Regions from separate parts of the Mus musculus genome. Here regions 1, 3 and 4 are each linked to region 2. The links are chromatin contacts, called in public ChIA-PET, HiCAR-type and promoter capture Hi-C maps. All regions are on one chromosome and are shown on one strand. Each heading gives the region's core, a stretch centred on a gene start, on an enhancer-like site or on the middle of the called end of the contact. The rest is flanking DNA. Distances are from core to core; before and after follow the strand shown. Region 1 holds the start of C2cd5 (C2 calcium-dependent domain containing 5). Region 2 holds the start of Pyroxd1 (pyridine nucleotide-disulphide oxidoreductase domain 1). Region 3 holds the start of Etnk1 (ethanolamine kinase 1). Region 4 overlaps Slco1c1 (solute carrier organic anion transporter family, member 1c1).

Region 1 (4,209 bases), core at 1,314-3,813, 750 kb after region 2:
CTTGGAGTCTGAGGAGAGACTACAAGGACAGGGTGAGGAAGAAAAAGATGGAGAGAGAGTATTCCCATGCCATGGGGTAAGAATCTTGAATCGTGGCCATGAGGGCTGGCCAGTTTTAATTAAGAACAGCCCAAATGGGACATAGCAAGTCATATTGTGGAGTTACTGGCAGGGAAGTAAACATAACAGCTTAGAGGGTAGGTATGGTGTAAAGTGCTGATTAAGGCTTATTATAAATATAAAGGTTGTATGTCTTATCTTAGAACTGAACGATCAAAGGTGGGATAAAAAGCCCCAATTGAGATTAAATAGTTTCTACAGCAGCTTGTTTTAGAAAACCAGATGGCCAGTAGCACTGAAGATCTGCAATGACAAAGCTCAGAACTACACAACTGTCTTCCCATGGGAAATTCTTACCCACGGGAGACATCCCATTCCGTAGTCCACACCAATCTTCTCACCATCTACCTCACTTGATCATTTCCCCAAATGTGGCTCTGACTACTCCCCTTCCCGTCACTAAAAGACATCACCTGCATGCTCCTACACTCCTGTAACACACCAGCCTCCTCCAGCTTCTCCTCTGCCTCCTCACCCTTTTACACAGACACAGGCTACAGGCTCTCAGGAGCTAATGTCTCTCATCCAACAGGCGTTGCTTGACACTGACCTCACAACCTAAAAATGGTGATCTTTACCACTTTCTAGTGCATTTTTTTATGGCACCCATAACAATTTTTTCCTAATTTGCATTATCTACTTCGTAAATTCTGTACTTTTAAAATGTCTTAGTCACCAAAACAAAAGTTCCTTAAAATCAGAAACCAAATTCACCTTGTTCATCATTATACATACATCAACTAAACCAGAATAGCACAGGGCCTAGCAAACAACCATCATTCAAAAATAACATTCAGCACCTTGTCTAGAGAGGTGGGAAAGTTATAATAGAAGAGACTGCTGCTAGGCTGTGGAGATTTACAAGGTAGATCATCGAAGCACATTATTTCTGCCCCTAGGAATCCACTGCCTAACCTGTAAGATGAGGATATGGCTCCTAGTTAGCTTTGCTGTAAAAACTAAGGATTCAAAAGTACAAAACACAAATATCTCAATAATGAAGCTCAATACATATTAGATATTAATATCAGCTGTGTGGATTACTCTCCAGGCTGCCTGAAAGGCAGTACAACTTCAGTTATCATTAGATCTCTGTTGACATCTGGCCCAGGAGCAAACTGCTTTGGGTTTTGTTTTTTGTTTTTTGTTTTTTTTTTTGGGGGGGGGGGGTTAGTTTGGTTTGTGTTTGTTTGTTTCAATAAAAGATGAAGTTGAACTCAACAAATGCCATAAAAATAAATAAAATAAAAAATACAGTGAATTGCAGTTAATTAGGTTCTGGAACGTTTAAGAATATATTGAGTATAAGTATACTGTCATATGTCTTTGAACCCTAAGCATTAATAGCCCAAATGATTATTGCTCTAATGGTCTGCCTCATTATGTCAACTTTTATTACAATTTCTCCTTGGCTTCTTTCAGGTTGTGAGTTATTAACTTCCGGACAGTAGGCCTGTGCTAATTTGCATGACTTTTAAACTAATCATTAGACTTAAAGAGCAATTTTGCAATTGAAACCCATGGCACTTAATTGACTTCCTACCTCGAGGCAATAAATTACCCTGAAACAGCTCACCTCCCTACCAGTCTACACAAGGGCAGCTTTAGTGCTGCTGTTGTGTGTGACTTGCACTGATGATTCAGACGGTGTTGGGGTACGGGTTGGATGTAGTCGCACCGTGGGGCTGTGGGTGTCCCCAGAGGGCTGGCTGCGTGGACTTGCTGCAGCAATGGCCCTTAACCTCCTAACCGCAAACGAGGTCGTGGCGAGCGTCTCCGCTGCCACGCCTCGGACCGGCAGGTGGTCGGACCGACGCCCTGACCGCGAGCTTGGCAGCGGGACGTGTCCAGGACCGATGGCCACATCTCACGGGCTGGGGGCGGGCGGGCATCCCTCCACGGAGCCGGGGACCGCGGGAAGGGCAGGGCTCGGCGCCCCGTGCTCTGGGGGGCAGGACCAGGAACCAACCTCCACGAAGGCATCCGTCAGGTCACTGGCACGGTCCATCACCGGCAAATGGCGACCGGCCACAATTTTCACCTTCAGCTTCCCCGGCATCACGGCGGCTTCGGCCTCTCCTAGGATTCCTGCAGAAACAAACAAGCGAGTCTGCGCCGAGCGAGCGAGCGAGCGCGAGCCCGGGGGGGGGGGGCGCGGGGGCGCGCGGAGAGGCGTCGGGAGCGCGCGCCAACTGACAGCGGAGGGCGCGCGCGCCGCACTCACGCTCTGAGCAGGAACCGAGTCGTCCCGCGCGGCCACCGAGGCCTCATTCCGGAGAAGCAGCCGGAGGAAGGGCGCCGGCCAGCCGTGCTGCCCTACCCCTGACGTGCTGCAGAGAGCCGCCAAGTCCAGTCAGCATCCCGCAAAGCAGGCACCGCGCCCACCCACCTTTCTCCTCCCACCTTCCAAAAATGGCGGCTCGAGGGGCGGGAGCGATCGATCTCTCGGTGCTCTGCCCTGCGGCGGGGCCGATTTGAATTCGCGGGGCCATGGGAGAGGGGCGGGGCTGAGCTGGAGAGCAGGGGAACCGGTCGAGCCCTGCATCATCTACCCAGCCTCGGGTCGGTTAGGTGCAGGAGCCGTGCTGAGGACACGCTCCAGCGCTCTGGGCACCCGGCGCTGGTGACAACCCAGCCGCGCTTCATTTTGTTGGCCCTTGGACAGACTGCTGCTGCCAAGCATACTAGAGGAGTCTACTTTTAGTGTTTCCTGAGACGGCCACCAGGAAGGGGTACTGATGCGAGTAGTGGTTTTCTATGAATTTCAGTAAGAATCCTCTGGTTAGAGTCAGGTGTGGGGACGCACACCTGTCAACCCAGAACTTGGAAAGTGGAGGCAGGAGGATTGCATCGAGTTCTTAGCCAGCCTGGGCAACAGACGAAAAGTTTGGCTCAAAAAAGAAAAAAAAAAAAAAAAAAAAAAAAAAAAAAAAAAAAAAAAGGAAAAGGGACAAAAAATTACACACACGCATCTCAGCTAGTGAAAATAAATATTATTTCTTCAAAGACTTATTTCAGTCACAGGCAATTGTACTGTGTACTGGGTTATAGATGGCACTTCACACTTCCTTATGTCAGTGTGAACTTTGTGTGTCAGTGTGAACTTTCTTTTTTGAGGCAACATCTTGCCTGCTGGCCTCTCCTTGGTATGCAGCCCAGGCTGGCTTTGAATGTGGCAGTCTTCCTGGTGTATTGTCACAAGTGCTAAGGTGATGGGTTTGTGCCTGCACATCCAGCTCTCTAAGTATTAAGCATTCACACGCCTAAAGGAAAGGTCTACAGTGCTGGCTAAAAGTCAGCAAGAAACGAACCTCCAGCGGTACATGTAGTCAGTGTGAGAAATGAGCCCGAAGAAGACCTCACTAGGTCTCTGTAAATTGACCCCACTCTAGATACATCATGAGCCTGTCAAAGTGGGGTATTAGATACTGCTTCAGACTATCAGAAAATGATTGGGGTTGAAGCCCACACACAGGATGGAACAAGAGCACTTCCTACACTATGGCAAACCCAGCATTGGCAATACACTCTGTAGTAAATACTGAAATCAACACTGAAAATGCCAGTGGGAAAAAAATCACAGCACTGAATTTATCAGGAATGGAAAATTCCTAAATGAAGATATCAGCATGGTCTTTTTAACTTCAAAAATACTAAAACAGGATAGAAAAATTACTTGAAGTGGTAATGAACCAGAAACGCCCTTTCAAAAAGAGTCCTCCTGAGAAAGGAATTTTGCCCATGGGCAAAACTGAATTCTTCCAAAGAAAATGTCCTGCTCAAAAGAAGAAAAAGAATAAGTAAAAGATACATTGTTGCATACTGTTTGGACTAGAGAAATTTCCATCCTTGTCAGTAACAATAAGATCACAATCTCACATAATTTCCTTGGACCCACCTGTAGCTTTTTCCTAAGCACCTAAACTATCCTTGCTGAATTCAAGGGTCTACTACAAATCAGTCCATGTTCTTTACATTGTTTTCCCCTTCACTGAACCATTTTATTTAATAAACCATTTTTTAATGAAATCTATATCTAAGATTGTTCTCTCTGCATCTTCTCAACTGTTCCTCATCCTGCTTGGCGGT
Region 2 (4,723 bases), core at 599-3,098:
ATTTTCTTTAGCAGCATACCAATATACTTTTTTTTTTGGTTTTTCGAAACGATTTCTCTGTGTAGCCCTGGCTGTCCTGGAAGACCTGTCTGTAGACCAGCCTGGCCTTGAACTCAGAAATCTGCCTGCCTCTTTATCCCAAGTGCTAGGATTAAAGGCGTGTGCCACCACTGCCCAGCTACAAGTATGCTTTTATTTTTACAAAGACTGTTTTTATATTTTGCATATGAGTGTTTTGCCTGAATGCATGCCTGTGTGTCATGTGTGTGCGGTGCCTATGAAGATCATATATATATATAAATATATATATATATATATATATATATATATATATTTAAGATACTAGGTAGGTGATAGATAGATGATATATATGTGTCATTTAAATATGTCATATATTTAAAATACTTTTTTGCTGTTTCGCTTTAAAGTCCAAAAGGCCTACTTATTCTTTTTATTCTTGACCATCCCTTCACTGTTTTGTTATTGTTTTTTTTTTATGTTCTAAAGTAAAACAGCAAATGGTGAATGGATACAGTTTGAATATTAGTTAATATTTCTATTTATGTTGATGAGTAACATGTCCAACAGAAGTTCTAACTATGATAAACAAATGAATCAGGTGTGTTTACATGTGGGTATTACAAATAGAACTATTTTACTGAGATCACCAACCACTGAAGTCACCAGAAATAGTAGCTGGGGTCGTGTCAAGGAGCTTACGACTTTGGTGTAGTTGGGATGAAGTAAAGCAGGGTAGGTTTAAACTCATAAGATGTTTTTGGGCTACATAGAGGCAACTCCTTTCTCCATTTTACAGTTATTAAAGTTATTGATGAGGAGCGGCAGCTTATTGAGGGAAAGGAGTTGCAAAAAGCTGACGTTGTGTGTGCTAAGAAAAGAAAGAAAGCAGCGGTGTCATTCAAAGCTGAGGAGCAAATGGTCTCCTGTAAAACGATGAAGCAGTGTATATCTATAATGAGATATAGAGTCCCTGTTACCCAGATTGGCCATCCTCAGAGTTTAAAGAATTAAAGAGGCATCAATAAATACCAGTGTTAGACAGAGACGATTAAAAAAGGCCTTAATATTAAAATCAAACCGCCAAGCGAGACAATCCACAAGGGCACAAAGATTAACAGCAAGGTAAGAGAGGATACTGCAGAGGAAAGAGGTGAAAACAACTCAGCCATTTCTGAACGCCATTCCTCAGGCAAATGAACACTAGGAAACTATAACTGTTAAGAAATGCTATGTTTTTGCACCTGTACATTTTTACTGAGCTCAGAATTGGAAGTTAGAGGCTAACTTCTTCAACTATTCAACAGTATTTGATTGTCATAAAGATGTCATAAAGAATGAGTTTTCAAAGGCCGGGCATGGTGGCGCACGCCTTTAATCCCAGGACTCGGGAGGCAGAGGCAGGCGGATTTCTGAGTTCGAGGCCAGCCTGGTCTACAAAGTGAGTTCCAGGACAGCCAGGGCTATACAGAGAAACCCTGTCTCGCAAAAAACAAAAACAAAAACAAAAAGAATGAGTTTTCACAATATCCCATTGCTATGTGAAGGGCAGCAATCGAGACTATTCCAGAGGATTCGAGTTCTTCCCCTACAGAATAAGAAGAGGCTCGCATGAAAGTCCCCTAAGGCAGGGGCAACCAGAGTTCAAGATGTGGGCGTGGTAACAGCCGGAAAGTCTGCCTCCAGATTTTCAAACGCAAAACACGTGGGAAATACTCATACGGACTAAGTGTGAGCTTCCGGGCACCCGTAGTCCAATGTCAATGGCCCGAGCGCCGGAAGTGATTTGTGGGCAGCGTCTCTTCCGGGTAGAAAATAGCTGGAACTTTCACCAGTGTTCAGTCTGCCGCCAGCCCCCGGGGAACTATGGAGGCCCCGCGACCGGCAGGGACATTCGTGGTGGTAGGAGGTGGCATCGCTGGCGTCACGTGTGCCGAGCAGGTTCGTGGGCGCGTGCTCCGCCCCTTCTGGACCCTGTTGTCGTGGTTACGGGAGATTGCGGCGGGCGGCACCGCTTCGCGGGTCGCTCTTCCGGCTTTTCCCCACGCCCACTCGGCGGCGCCGCTGGTGGGGAGGCTGCGCAGAGCCCCGTTGTAGCGTTTGGGGCCAGGAGTAGACAGTGCCTAATTAGCTAGGAATCCAAAATCGAACCAGACTCCGGGTGGAATAGTGTGCCAGTGGGCAGGAGACCTTGGCGTTTGGACAGAAAATTCTCCCACTTTTCAGATTTCCTTCACACATGAAATTTAGTTTCTTGATAAGTGCCACGACGTTAATAAATAATTTCAACGTTACCTTGAACTCCAAAGATAAAATTTCATGTCTAGCAGAAGTTTGGGGCAAAGGACTACAGATGAGGAAATTCTAATCATGATAAACAAATGAATCAGATGTGTTTACATGTGCGTATTACAGAAAAGAACTATTTTGTTGCGATCACCAACCGCTGAAGTCACCAGAAATAGTAGCAGGAAGTGTTTTTTGAGTTGTTAAACTTGGGTGGTGCAGCTCCTGTTTATCCATCAAAGAGTTCATATTCCAAGTCACGTCATCACTGTGTTACCTTAATCTTAGGAGTTACTGGTAGGAGTGAATTAAGGTAAGGGGTAATTAACTTCTCTTAATGTGTAAAGATTACCAAATAGAGAAGAAAAACATACTCCACAGTGTAGCCTTCATGGGAAGAAAGCATGACTTAAATTGCAAGCAGAGAAGCTGATAAGAGACAGAAGCAAGGAAGACTGCCAGAGTTCAGACCACATAGGTTGATACGACTTGCTGTGTTTAATGAAAGTCTGCAAATAGATGGTTTCGAGTTAGGGGTGAAAGCTTTGTAAATTTGATTAGCTACAGTGTGTGTGTTAAGGGCAAATGGTCGACAGCTGTGTGAAGCAGGAAGCTAACCTGTAGATAGTTCTCAGGAGTATTAAGTTTTGAGAACTTGATCCAACAAGAAATGTACAAGATAGATTACAGAATATGAAGAGGAAACAAAGGCAGAGAGTGGTCAGATATAGGACATTCAAATAGGTTGAGTCACAGGACTGTTGTATGGCCTGAGGGCGTGGGGTTGAGGGTGCTGAGCTTCGTGGGACATGAGCAGGGACATGGGACAGGCAGTGGAACAGAATCCAAGATGAGCAAACGACCACCCCCCTCCGGAGTGTAGGGAAAAGGTAGAAATCGTGAAACTGCTGCATGTTAAGTCTTTGTGTTTTGTTAAGCTAAGGTTCAAATGGCTCTGTCTTCCCTGAGTATGTACTAGTCAGAGAGGGAGTGTGAGGGCCATGGGAAGAGTGATGCTGAGATTCTGTCTCATATCGCAGCCTTGCTTTAATTTTATCCTCAGCGAAGGCAAGTAAAAACACTACTTTAAAATGAATGGAAGTAAGTAAGCAGTCTGTAATTGGCTGTATAGCTTTAAACTGGTATATGGAATAAGTCGGCCAAAGATACTGCTGTAGTGGTTTTAGGTCTTTGTTCTCCTTTATCGTGACTGTACTGTTCATCTTATCACTGTAAGGGTTTACCATCACCAGTGCTGTGGCACTGTGGCTAACACTCAGAATAACACGATTTTACATGTGAGACACTGACGGTTTATTACTTACAGTGCCATAGCACCATGACAGCATCATTTACTCAGTAATGCCTGATGTTCTCTCTCCTGTCCTTTCTCCTTAAAACTCAGCTGGCTGTCAGTTTCCCAGAGGAAGACATTCTCCTAGTCACAGCCTCTCCTGTTATCAAAGCCGTTACAAACTTCAGACAGGTGAGAGGCTCGGCGGAAGATGTGACACAGTTCCCTTTGAACTGTGTGTTGAATTTGTTCTGTCTTGAGAAGTCTGAAGCTTTTTTTCCATTAAAAGTCTACATGTTCAATTGTTCAATGTATATTAGATAGTTACTTTTAACTGAACTAGAAAATTCTGAGATTTTAACTTTTATCTCTTAATAAGACAAATCTCATTGTGTGTATTCATATAGGCCTCTAGGTTCCTTGGTAACTCAAAAAAAAAAAAAAAACAATGTAAAAAGCTCCTGAAAATAGGCATGTTGCAAAAGCCATACAGTCAGATTCCCATGCAGTGTTTGAAGAGCAGCCAAGGTTAATTACTGATCTGCAGAGTTCTGTGTAATGGTTTACACAAACTAGGGAGTTTGATCTGTAGGGGTCTGAAGGATTGTTTGTGGTTGAAGACATGGCAGCAGAGCCCAGTTCTCACTCCACTGTATAACGCATGTGGTAATCCACTTTCTGTCAACATGGCAACGTGCCAGAGAGTGTCAACCTCAAGGGACGGGATGAAAGAGGAGGAAGGGGGTCGGTCAGTCCATGATTAGGTGGCTCAGTGTTCTCTCCTGCAAGAAGGTGGAGCATGGCAGCCAGTGTGTGCTAGAACAAAGCTGCCCACTGCTCGTCAGCTGAAGGACTGAGTTGTAGTCTTGCTCCACAAGGAGCCTAATGTCCCTGCCTTAGGCTCCACCACCCAGAGACCGCCAGACCTTTAACTTGTGGGTCTTTGGGAGATATAAGAGATCAAACCGCAGCACTGCAGTGGGCTAGCCTTGTTTGTGAGTATGAAGCAGTACTGTATAAGACAAAGGAATAACTCCTTAACATGTGCACTGAAAAGTCTGTTTGATCTCATAAAGGTTTCTAAAGTACTGGAAGAATTTGATGTTGAAGAACAGCCAGGTACTA
Region 3 (4,511 bases), core at 1,658-4,157, 820 kb after region 2:
TTACTTACAGTGGGCTGGCAGAGTGTCAAGTCTTTACTAGCATGGCTTACAGTTGATTAGCATCATTTATGCCACCACTGCTATTTTAAGCCCTGGAAATGTGGCAGTAGATAAGATAAACTGTACCTTTTCCTCCTAGGGCCAACTTTCTAGTACAAAAGATGAACCCAGAAGAGGTGAACACACTCCCTGATCGTTGACAACTCGCTTGGCCATGCAGATAATAAAACCCACAAAACGGACCAAGTCTGACGGGAGGCAGAGGCAGGATGGTCACATGCTCCTACCAGAATTTGGCGGTTTTAGTCTTCTCAGTTTTAGCCGAATCTCACTGTTATTTAAAGTTACAGTCCTTAATGACTTAGGTTGTTGCACATGTTCTCAATGGATGCTGGCTTTGCTGTGTGTCTTCTTGGTAAATGCTATGCTCCTCTGAATATGCTAACGGTGAGTTTTTCCTGGCATGTTATCACATGGTTTTTTTTTTTTTTTTTTTGGTTTTTCGAGACAGGGTTTCTCTGTATAGCCCTGGCTGTCCTGGAACTCACGTTGTAGACCAGGCTGGCCTCCAACTCAGAAATCCGCCTGCCTCTGCCTCCCGAGTGCTGGGATTAAAGGCGTGCGCCACCACGCCCGGCATCACATGGTTTTAATCTCAGCATTTAGGAGTGCAGAGGCAGGTGGGTTTGTGAGCTCCATATTAGCTTGGTCTACCTAATAAATTCCAGGCCAGTTAGGGCTGCATAGTTAGAATTCTTTTTCAGACTGAGAGGGCCGGAGGGGGGGAGGGACAGAGAGTGGGGGGTGGGTTTGTTTTAATCACAGCACGCAGGAGGCAGAGGTAGGTAGATCTCTGTGAGTTCAAGGCAAGTTTCAGGTCGGCCATGGGATGCCTACAAAGATTCTTATTTTTTTAAAAAGGAAAAAGAACTAGTATGTTTGTTTGTTTGTTTGTTTGTCTGTTTAGAAACAGGCTCTCGTATTTCCTGAGTTCCTTATGATCATCTGTGGTGCCTCCCGAGTGCCAGGGTTACCCTGTGCCTGACCTTTTGCATGCTTTCTTAAAATTTTATTTTTAATTTAAATTGAATTTGGTGTTAGTTGTTTAGTTATATTCCATATAATTCTTAAAAATGTAACGATTTAATAAGGAGATACTACTCAAAACGTAGAAGTATTAGTGTGTTCTGTTATTTTAGTCTCATTAGATAGAATACATAATCTAGTGTGTCCTGTAATACTCCCCTTACCGTGTGTGTGTGTGTGTGTGTGTGTGTGTGTGTGCGTGTATGTGTGTGGGTGCGCTCAGGGTACTGAAAGTAGGGCATTCTATAGTGGTTTTTTTTTTTTTTTTTTTTTTTTTTTTTTGAGTTTTTCAAGACAGGGTTTCTCTGTGTAGCCCTGGCTGTCCTGGAACTCACTTTGTAGACCAGGCTGGCCTCGAACTCAGAAATGCCTGCCTCTGCCTCCCAAGTGCTGGGATTAAAGGCGTTCACCACCACTGCTGGGCTACATAGTGGTTTTTAAAAACACATACTCAAGTCTGGAAAATGGTCAATAAATTTACAATGTTGCAAAAATGCAGGAGTGGATTTCCCACTTTTTAGTGTAGGAAGTTTATCATTATCTCAGACTTATTTGTGACTTACAAAGGTATGTAGCCTCATTCAGAACAATGAGAACATAAATGTGTGCTAATGGGTAATACAACATTTGATCATTCACAAGTTATTCACTTGTACTCAGCCCCGGGGAGGCCAGAAGTCAAGGTGAAAGTCACCTCCATTGTCTCCGTCATAAAAGGAAAGCACAAGGGCGGACCAAAAACTTGTAGATGATCCGGTTGCCAGTATTTCTCTAACAAGCAAAGAGCAGAGCCTTTCTGATACAGGAGGTTTCATGTAGCCGTGCGAGTCCCAGGACGCGCTATGATTTAGCATGACAGATCTAATTTTCTTTCCTTCCAATTCCCTCCGAGTCTCTACCTTATATAACCGGCTTTGAATAATTCTCAGCAACGTCAACTATCTGACCCTTAAAATGAGTGTTTCAGTCGTCTATTATCGGTCGGCTGATGACTAAGTATATCCCGGGCAAACCTGGAACTCACTATGTAGCCCGGCTGGTTTGGAACTCGTGGCAATCCTGCCTTAGGCACCTGAGAACTAGGACAGGTATAGGTCATCACACCACTGTCACCGGTTTACTCTCACTTTACGTAAAGTTTGCCCCAAATACTGTGATTTCTATGTACCGTCAAAGGGAACTGGGTTGCTGAACCAAGCAAGCATGTAGTTCTGTGCACACAGCTTCAGGAACAAGGCGAGCAAATTAATCCAGCTTGGCCGGTTGAGGCCAGGCTAAGCTCACAGCTTAAATTTAGGGTTATTTCAGGACGTGCCTTCTGCGTCCCGTAAGAACGTCAGCCCTAAGTAAGCAGAGCCCACGACCCTAGTGATCTAGAAAGGTGACGCTTCCTTGACTCCTGACAGGGCTGGGTAGCACTCCACAGCTCATCGGTAGAGTTCGAAAGGGCTCGGCAGAGCTCGACAGCGCTCCGGCAGAGCTCGGCAGAATTCGGTAGGGCTCCGGTAGCGCTCGGGCAAGGCTCGTTAGAGCCCCGGTAGGGCTCGGCAAAGCTCGACAGTGCTCCGGCAGGGCTCGGCAGTGTTCGGCAAGGCTCGTAAGCGCTCCGGCTGGGCTCGGCCGCGCTCGGACTCCTTCGGGTGCAGGAGCCCAGCCAACCCCACAGTAGCGGAGTGCCTGGCGGTGCGCGCTCCCCGAGACCCCGATCCCCAAGAGCCCCGAGGCCCGCCCATTGTGCCGCGGGGTTCGCCACCCCGCCAGCCGCCTGACGCAGCCGAGGCTCCGCCCCCGGCGTGACGCTAGCGTCAGGCCAGTCCCGGCATGCTTCGCGGCCGCCCGCGGTCTAGCGCACTGAGGCATCTTCCCGAGAGCGGCCGTGCCTCCGCGTCTCTGCACTGCGCACCCCGTCCGGCCGCCCGGTTGCCCCCGCCGCCCGCCCGTGCGTCCGAGCGGCCGCAGCCCTCCGCCGAGGGCGCCCCGGGACGGAAGGGTCCAGCAGCCTGCCGGCGCCCGCCGCGCTCGTGGTCGCCGTCGCCGTGGTCGTCGTGGTCGTGTCCGCCGTCGCCTGGGCCATGGCCAATTACATCCACGTCCCGCCCGGCTCGCCCGAGGTGCCGAAGCTCGACGTGACGGTGCAGGACCAGGAGGAGCAGCGCTGCCGCGACGGCGCCCTGAGCCTGCTGCGGCACCTGCGGCCGCACTGGGACCCCCGGGAGGTGACCCTGCAGGTGAGGCCGGACGGGCACCGGGTTTCCTTCCCGAAGCCGCCGCGTCAGCGACGTCTGCCCGGCCCCTGAAGAGGCTCCCGGGGATGGCTGCCGCGGCCCTCGTCATGCCTCTCCTCCCAGACCCCGCAGCCCATCCGCCTCCCGCGGTCCTCTCCGCTGCCCTCCCTCCCCTGCGCTTCCCTCCCATCCCTGCCTTATCCAGCCCGAGATCTTCCCACATCCCCATCTCCGAGCCGCGGGAGAACAACTCCTTTCCAAAGCGGAATGACCGGGGACCTGCTGCTGCCCACGCCAGGATGCTAGGGAACGCTATGCCGTGCGTTATAGGAAGGCTTGAATTGGAAGGTTTCTAAATTTGTAAAGTCTTAGAAGAATTAATGCTCAGGGTTGGAGTGAGCAGTGGCCTGGGAATATTTTCGTGAGTCAGTGGCTTTAAAGACAAAAATTCTCAGAAGGATACCCCTACCCCCGAAAAGCTAGGATTAGGAAAAAAAAAAGGCACTTGCAAGTTATGATCCACCATACCCACAATTTATCTGGTGTAATTGGTTATAGTTTTTTCAGTGCACAGCTTGTAGGATTACTAAGGTGAATTTCCTTTTTCCTTGCAAACAAGCCAAATTAGTAAAATTTTAACGGTTTGGGATTGTTTTAGATTTGAGCAGTAATTTGTATTATTCAAGACGTCTGTCATTTTGATGACTCCAATACATTGTTGGGGGTTTATACAGGATTTATTGATTTAAGTTTTTTGCTAAATTTTTTTTTTAGTATAATTAAAACATGAGTAGTGTCTAGGCCCCAGAGCAGTTCCTGACACTTGGGGGCTTTTATGAGTTTTAGTTTCGATTCTTGTTAGAAGTGTTCTGAGCAGCTGAAAGAGACCGACCCATATGTTTTGGGGAAGAAACTTGTTAGACAAAAGACTTTGACATTTAAGGTGTGCCTGTTGGCCAAGTATATAGGAAATAGTTGATTCAAAATGATTTTTATGTATAACTTGGAAGATTATTGCATTTCCTTTAAGGAAGTGCTTTTCAAATGGAAGCATATCTGTTTGTGTATTTTTTGCAGTGCTGGGAAAGGCAGCTCTGGATCCTAGGCCAGTGCTCTACCTCTGTATGTAGCCCTCATGTTAGACTGTTAATATAGTGTATTCACTTGCTTGTTTGAGAGGGTTTTAAAATTTAATAAAAT
Region 4 (4,882 bases), core at 291-2,790, 780 kb before region 2:
ATGCATCTAGACCTAAACCACTGACAGTTACTGCATGGGTCCTGAGCTTGTGACCAAACTCTGAGCCATAGAAAGAGGTCTCAGTGAAGAATTGTGGGTTTTCACTACCTAATCAGTGATTCCTGAGCTCAAGGTAAGTGGTTCTGGGTCACTTCTTATGGCCAAAAACTTAGAAGCGATCATTTATGTTTCTTACAGCAGGAATCCCAGCCCCTGTGTACTTTGGTGTTTTGATTGACACTTCATGCCTCAAATGGGGATTTAAGAAATGTGGAAGCAGAGGCTCCTGCAGGCTGTATGACTCCCACGCTTTCAGGTACAGTGCCAAGCACACTCATGTAGCTCTGTGCTCCTACAGCTCATTTTCTGCCACATCCTGAAGCTTAAAATTCCCTGTGTACTTTCCATGTTTATGAGGTAAATCAACCAAAAAACTGTGAACAATTCTATTTTACATGAAAAAATATTGCCAAGTGTTGACATTGAATTTCATTTTGAATTCATCATTATTTTATTTTGTTCTGACTTTTTAAAGTTAGCACAGTTAGCAATGCGTTTCATGAATGTATTTTATTATGGCACTTTCACATATATGTATCATTATACTTTGAATTTCTCCCTGCCCCAAGTAATCATTTTTTAAAAATGATGAAAATGAGCAGGAAAAAATGGCTCACACCTGTAATCCCAGAATTCAGGGGACTAAAAGAGAATTAGTTAATGCTTAATTGAAGTCAGCCTCGGCTATATAATATGTTCTAGGCTAAACTGAGGCTGCAGAGTGAGCAACCCTGGCTCATAACACACACACACACACACACACACACACACACACACACACACACGAGCATACATATATAATAAATGATTTTTAAAAAATCCTAGAATACAGGTTTGAAAATGTGTGCACACAAATGGCAAAATATTTCCTGAAACTCAGATGCATTTAAATTTAGGTCACATTCTGGGTTTATTTAATTCTATTCTTTTTTAAACTGAGCCAAACTGTACCATTTGCGTCAGCGCTAATCCCCTGGGCAAGATCTGGATTTGGCTCTCAATCCATCCGGCTCTTATTGCCAAGCTGATGTTCAATTATCCCAGTACTTGAAATGCACAAAAGTAAAAAGCTTTCTCTGTGTGGGTGAGCGTGTCTGAGGTGGAGAGCACGGTTTTCTCACTACGGTATCATTCAGTTCCGTTCATCAAACCTTTATCTCCCCACTGCTTAAAGCCATACTCCAGTGGCTTAAAAGCAGGACTTCTTTTATTCAAAGACTTACACGCTGAATACTTTGTTTCAGAGGGGGAAAAAAAAAAACCTCCAAAAACCAAAAGAAAAAAAAAAATCCGAGAGTCTTGAGCCTGTAAGTTGCATGTGAATTAGGCAGACCATCTCAAATAAGATCGATTTAATAGGCTTTGATATTATGTGTGAAGGATGTTTGGTCCAAGGCCAGGGCCAGTTCTGGGAGTGACATTTGGTTTCTGCTCTCATTTGGTAAGGCTAAGTGCTCACTGCAGTGTGGACATTGTGTGATGCAGAGACCGTATGTAAGAGGGGAAGCTGAACACTAAGTTCTTTATCAGGCCTTTCTGTCCCACTAACAACCCTGACCCCTTCTTTGAATTGCTTACCACAGCTTTTCCTTGGAGTGTATTGAAGAAATATTTGAGACAGGGTCACCACATGACTTAGTCAAACCTTGACACCTTTGAAAGTGAAAGAGGCTCTTTTAAAATTATTACTTGGGACAGCAATGGGCTAAATAGGACTGCCTCAGCAAGCAGGAAGATGGCTATCCAACTTCAGGGAATCTTTAAAGAGGAAGTGGGAACTATTATATCATTTGCAGTAACCAGGAATGACAATACAACTAAGAAGTTGCCTCTGCTGGCAGGAGGTCACCAGCATTCATAGCCACCAGGCCATTAAGTCTGTGTCTCTCAGCAATCAACCTCACACTGTTAGAACCTTCATGTTTTGTTTTGCTTTGCTTTCAAGTTGAGTGGCTGCAATAATTATAACCGAGACTCTCTCCTCTTTTAGACACATATACCTGGGATTAACCACGCTCCTGGGCACGGTGTCTGTCTTCCTAAGCATGGCTGTACTTTTTGTTTTAAAGAAAAAATATGTCTCGAAACACAGCAGCTTAATAACCACAAGAGAAAAAATAGGGATGTCTTCAAGCATCAAAAAGGAGACATGCGCTGCAAGGGATCGTGGATTGCAGCCCAAGTACTGGCCAGGCAAGGAGACACGACTTTAAAAAAAAATCATGGAAACAAACAAATATGGGGTCATTTTATCCAATACATGTAAATGAATAAAAGCATAATCAAAAGGGCTTCAATGTGCAATTCCTTTCTGCTTCCAAAGGTATGCCTGCTTTGCTTTTGACTCTAAGCATAACATGACAAACCTCTAAGGATGTAATTAAATTTATTTTAAAACTTTTAAACTTGTACATTCCTTTTAATTATTTTCTTATTTCTGCTTCATGCTATATTGTCTCCATTGATATGTGATATGTGTTCCTGGGGATGGCTGTCTATTATGTTTGATTATGACATGTCATCTGTACATTGTGTCACTTGACCAGAATCTACTTTGAGTATTTCCTAAGGAGATCTTTCAGATTTAGCTCCTCCTTGAACTGATACAGAAAAAAAACATTCATGATGGGGTTGTCTTCTGAGACAATTTCTGTTCATTAGTTTACATATAATAAGATGTAATTTTATAATTTACATAAATTCATTGTGATTTTGGAAGTATCCATGGTTACACTGCAATTCATGTCACCATGTCACCATACTTTATTGCTTACGAATTCAGTGAATCAAAATATTTTTAAACAAACACTTCCCAAATTTCCATGAATTAGGTAACTCTGTACTTAGACATAAATTGTATTCACAAAATATATTTGTTTTGTTTTGCTTTTTCGAGACAGGGTTTCTCTGTGTAGCCCTGGGTGTCCTGGAACTCACTCTATAGACCAGACTGCCTTAAACTCAGAGATCCGCCTGCCTCTGCCTCCTAAGTGCTGGGATTAAAGGCATGTGCCACCACTGCCTGGTCATAAAAATATTTAAAAGTTAAGTTTCTGGGGATGGGGGGACCTGAGTGGACTTGCATGTCAACTTGATCAGAAAGCATTGTATGAAATTCCCAAATAATCCATAAAAACATAATGTTGGAAAAGATATAGTAACATAGATATTACAAATTGTACTATGTGGTACTATGCATTTCTGCACTGTGTGTCTGTAGTATAAGATATTTATGTACACTATACATGTACTATGTAGCTGATATGTACTTTATGCATAAAACAGTCAGAGACTTTGACCCTGTAGAGAGAGTAGGCTCTAGATGTCATTTGTCCTGGTTAGTTCTTTCTCCACTTGACACAAGATAGCCTCATTTGGGAAGAGGGACTCTCAGTTGAGGCAGTTTCTCCACAGTGTTGGCCTATAGGCACGTCTTGATTAATGATTGACGTGGAAAAGTCCATCCCACCTGAGCAGATAGTCCTGAGTTATATTAGAAGGCAGGCTAAGCAAGCCATAAGGAACAAGGCAGTAAACAGCACTCCTCCATGCCTTCTAATGTTCCTGTGTCCGGGTTCCTGCTTGGAGTTTCCACCTTAAATTTCCTCAGTGATAGAGTGTGGCCTGGGAGCTATAAAGTAAAATAAACTCTTTCCTCATTAAAAGTTAAGTTTTTTTAAATTTATTTTTTTAATTAGGTATTTTCTTCATTTACATTTCAAATGCTATCCCCAAAGTCCCCCAGACCCTCCCCCCACCACTCTCCTACCCACCCACTCCCACTTCTTGTCCTGGCGTTCCCCTGTACTGAGGCATATAAAGTTTGCAAGATCAAGGGGCCTCTCTTCCCAGTGATGGCCGACTAGGCCATCTTCTGATACATATGCAGCTAGAGGCACGAGCTCTGGGAGTACTGGTTAGTTCATATTGTTGTTCCACCTATAGGGTTGCAGACCCCTTTAGCTCCTTGGATATTTTCTCTAGCTCCTCCATTGGGGGCCCCGTGTTCCATCCTATAGATGACTGTGAGCATCCACTTCTGTATTTGCCAGGCACCGGCATAGCCTCACAAGAGACAGCTACATCTGGGTCCTTTCAGCAAAATCTTGCTGGTGTATGCAATGGTGTCAGCATTTGGAGGCTGATTATGGGATGGATCCCCAGGTATGGCAGTCTCTAGATGATCCATCCTTTCGTCTCAGCTCCAAACTTTGTCTCTGTAACTCCTTGCATGGGTGTTTTGTTCCCAATTCTAAGAAGGGGCAAAGTTTTTGAAAATGAATAATAACTTCCGTGGTTGTTACACCTGGAAAGTGAATGGATTAAATAGTATTAAGGATGTGCTATCATAGATGCCTACCTGCCGCTTAGCAGACAAGTTAGAAGGATACCACCAGGTAGCCCTCCATTTCTCTGTACTGGAAACCTTCTGTTCAGGCATCCATTTTCCTGGGTACTGGTGCTCCTCTGACTGCAGTTAGTGGGTTTGGCAGTCCACTCTCTAATCTTCAAGTTGCAACTACTGTTTTCCTTTCTTCACCGTTGGTTTAAACACAGGTCTGATCCCTCTAAGACATGCACAGATAAACCAGAGAATCCTGTAAAGAGGCATCATAGCCAGGAGCTTATAGTCTAAGGAAATCAGCCTTCTGTAGGTCCTGTACAGTCCAAAGACAAGGTGGTGGGCTAAGAAAGTAAGACGTGTCATCTCAGTGTGAGACAGTGGGATGCTTTGGATGAAATTGAGGAGGACACTTACATAGCAATGACTTTCTCAAAGCCAGCACGGTGAAGCCATCACTCTCACACATCAGCCACACTA

The links. ChIA-PET counts read pairs in DNA pulled down with a chosen protein or histone mark. HiCAR-type assays count read pairs that join an accessible place to other places. Capture Hi-C pulls out chosen DNA fragments and counts their contacts.
Region 1: a promoter capture Hi-C map of liver shows a contact between it and region 2, with 2.3 times the contacts expected there. The contact joins the promoter of C2cd5 here to the promoter of Pyroxd1 in region 2. A contact is called at or near these places in 1 of 39 promoter capture datasets (liver), 1 of 115 datasets of contacts at active chromatin or transcription factors (pancreatic cancer cells) and 2 of 9 other capture datasets (adipose tissue and liver).
Region 3: a contact with region 2 is called in an RNA polymerase II ChIA-PET map of memory CD8 T cells, with 38 read pairs. The contact joins the promoter of Etnk1 here to the promoter of Pyroxd1 in region 2. A contact is called at or near these places in 9 of 39 promoter capture datasets (the 3T3-L1 cell line, 3T3-L1-derived adipocytes, the C10 cell line and 4 more), 2 of 484 Hi-C or Micro-C datasets (embryonic stem cells and muscle stem cells), 1 of 115 datasets of contacts at active chromatin or transcription factors (memory CD8 T cells) and 1 of 9 other capture datasets (liver).
Region 4: a contact with region 2 is called in a HiCAR-type map of astrocytes, with 3 times the contacts expected there. The contact joins the enhancer-like site here to the promoter of Pyroxd1 in region 2. A contact is called at or near these places in 4 of 39 promoter capture datasets (the 3T3-L1 cell line, embryonic stem cells, hippocampal neurons and 1 more), 2 of 484 Hi-C or Micro-C datasets (adipose-derived mesenchymal stem cells and embryonic fibroblasts), 1 of 115 datasets of contacts at active chromatin or transcription factors (astrocytes) and 1 of 9 other capture datasets (embryonic stem cells).

Annotation. Positions count from the first base shown.
Region 1 is chr6:143,097,589-143,101,797 of GRCm38.p6, forward strand. C2cd5 (C2 calcium-dependent domain containing 5) reads right to left here and starts at 2,564. Exons shown (of 29, transcript NM_001362113.1): 1 at 2,345-2,564; 2 at 2,090-2,208. The coding sequence starts at 2,179.
Region 2 is chr6:142,343,849-142,348,571 of GRCm38.p6, forward strand. It overlaps Pyroxd1 (pyridine nucleotide-disulphide oxidoreductase domain 1), which reads left to right and starts at 1,849. Exons shown (of 12, transcript NM_183165.3): 1 at 1,849-1,959; 2 at 3,710-3,790; 3 at 4,675-4,723. The coding sequence starts at 1,885.
Region 3 is chr6:143,164,323-143,168,833 of GRCm38.p6, forward strand. It overlaps Etnk1 (ethanolamine kinase 1), which reads left to right and starts at 2,908. Exons shown (of 8, transcript NM_029250.2): 1 at 2,908-3,314. The coding sequence starts at 3,159.
Region 4 is chr6:141,567,256-141,572,137 of GRCm38.p6, forward strand. It overlaps Slco1c1 (solute carrier organic anion transporter family, member 1c1), which reads left to right. Exons shown (of 15, transcript NM_021471.3): 14 at 199-316; 15 at 2,051-2,922. The coding sequence ends at 2,273. Among named protein-coding and RNA genes, the nearest start is that of Slco1c1, 45 kb to the left of the region's middle. Within about 2 kb of position 1,541, at least 18 of the 459 cell types and tissues checked have an H3K27ac peak or open chromatin away from gene starts, as enhancers often do. A contact at or near this core is called in astrocytes, where this site is marked.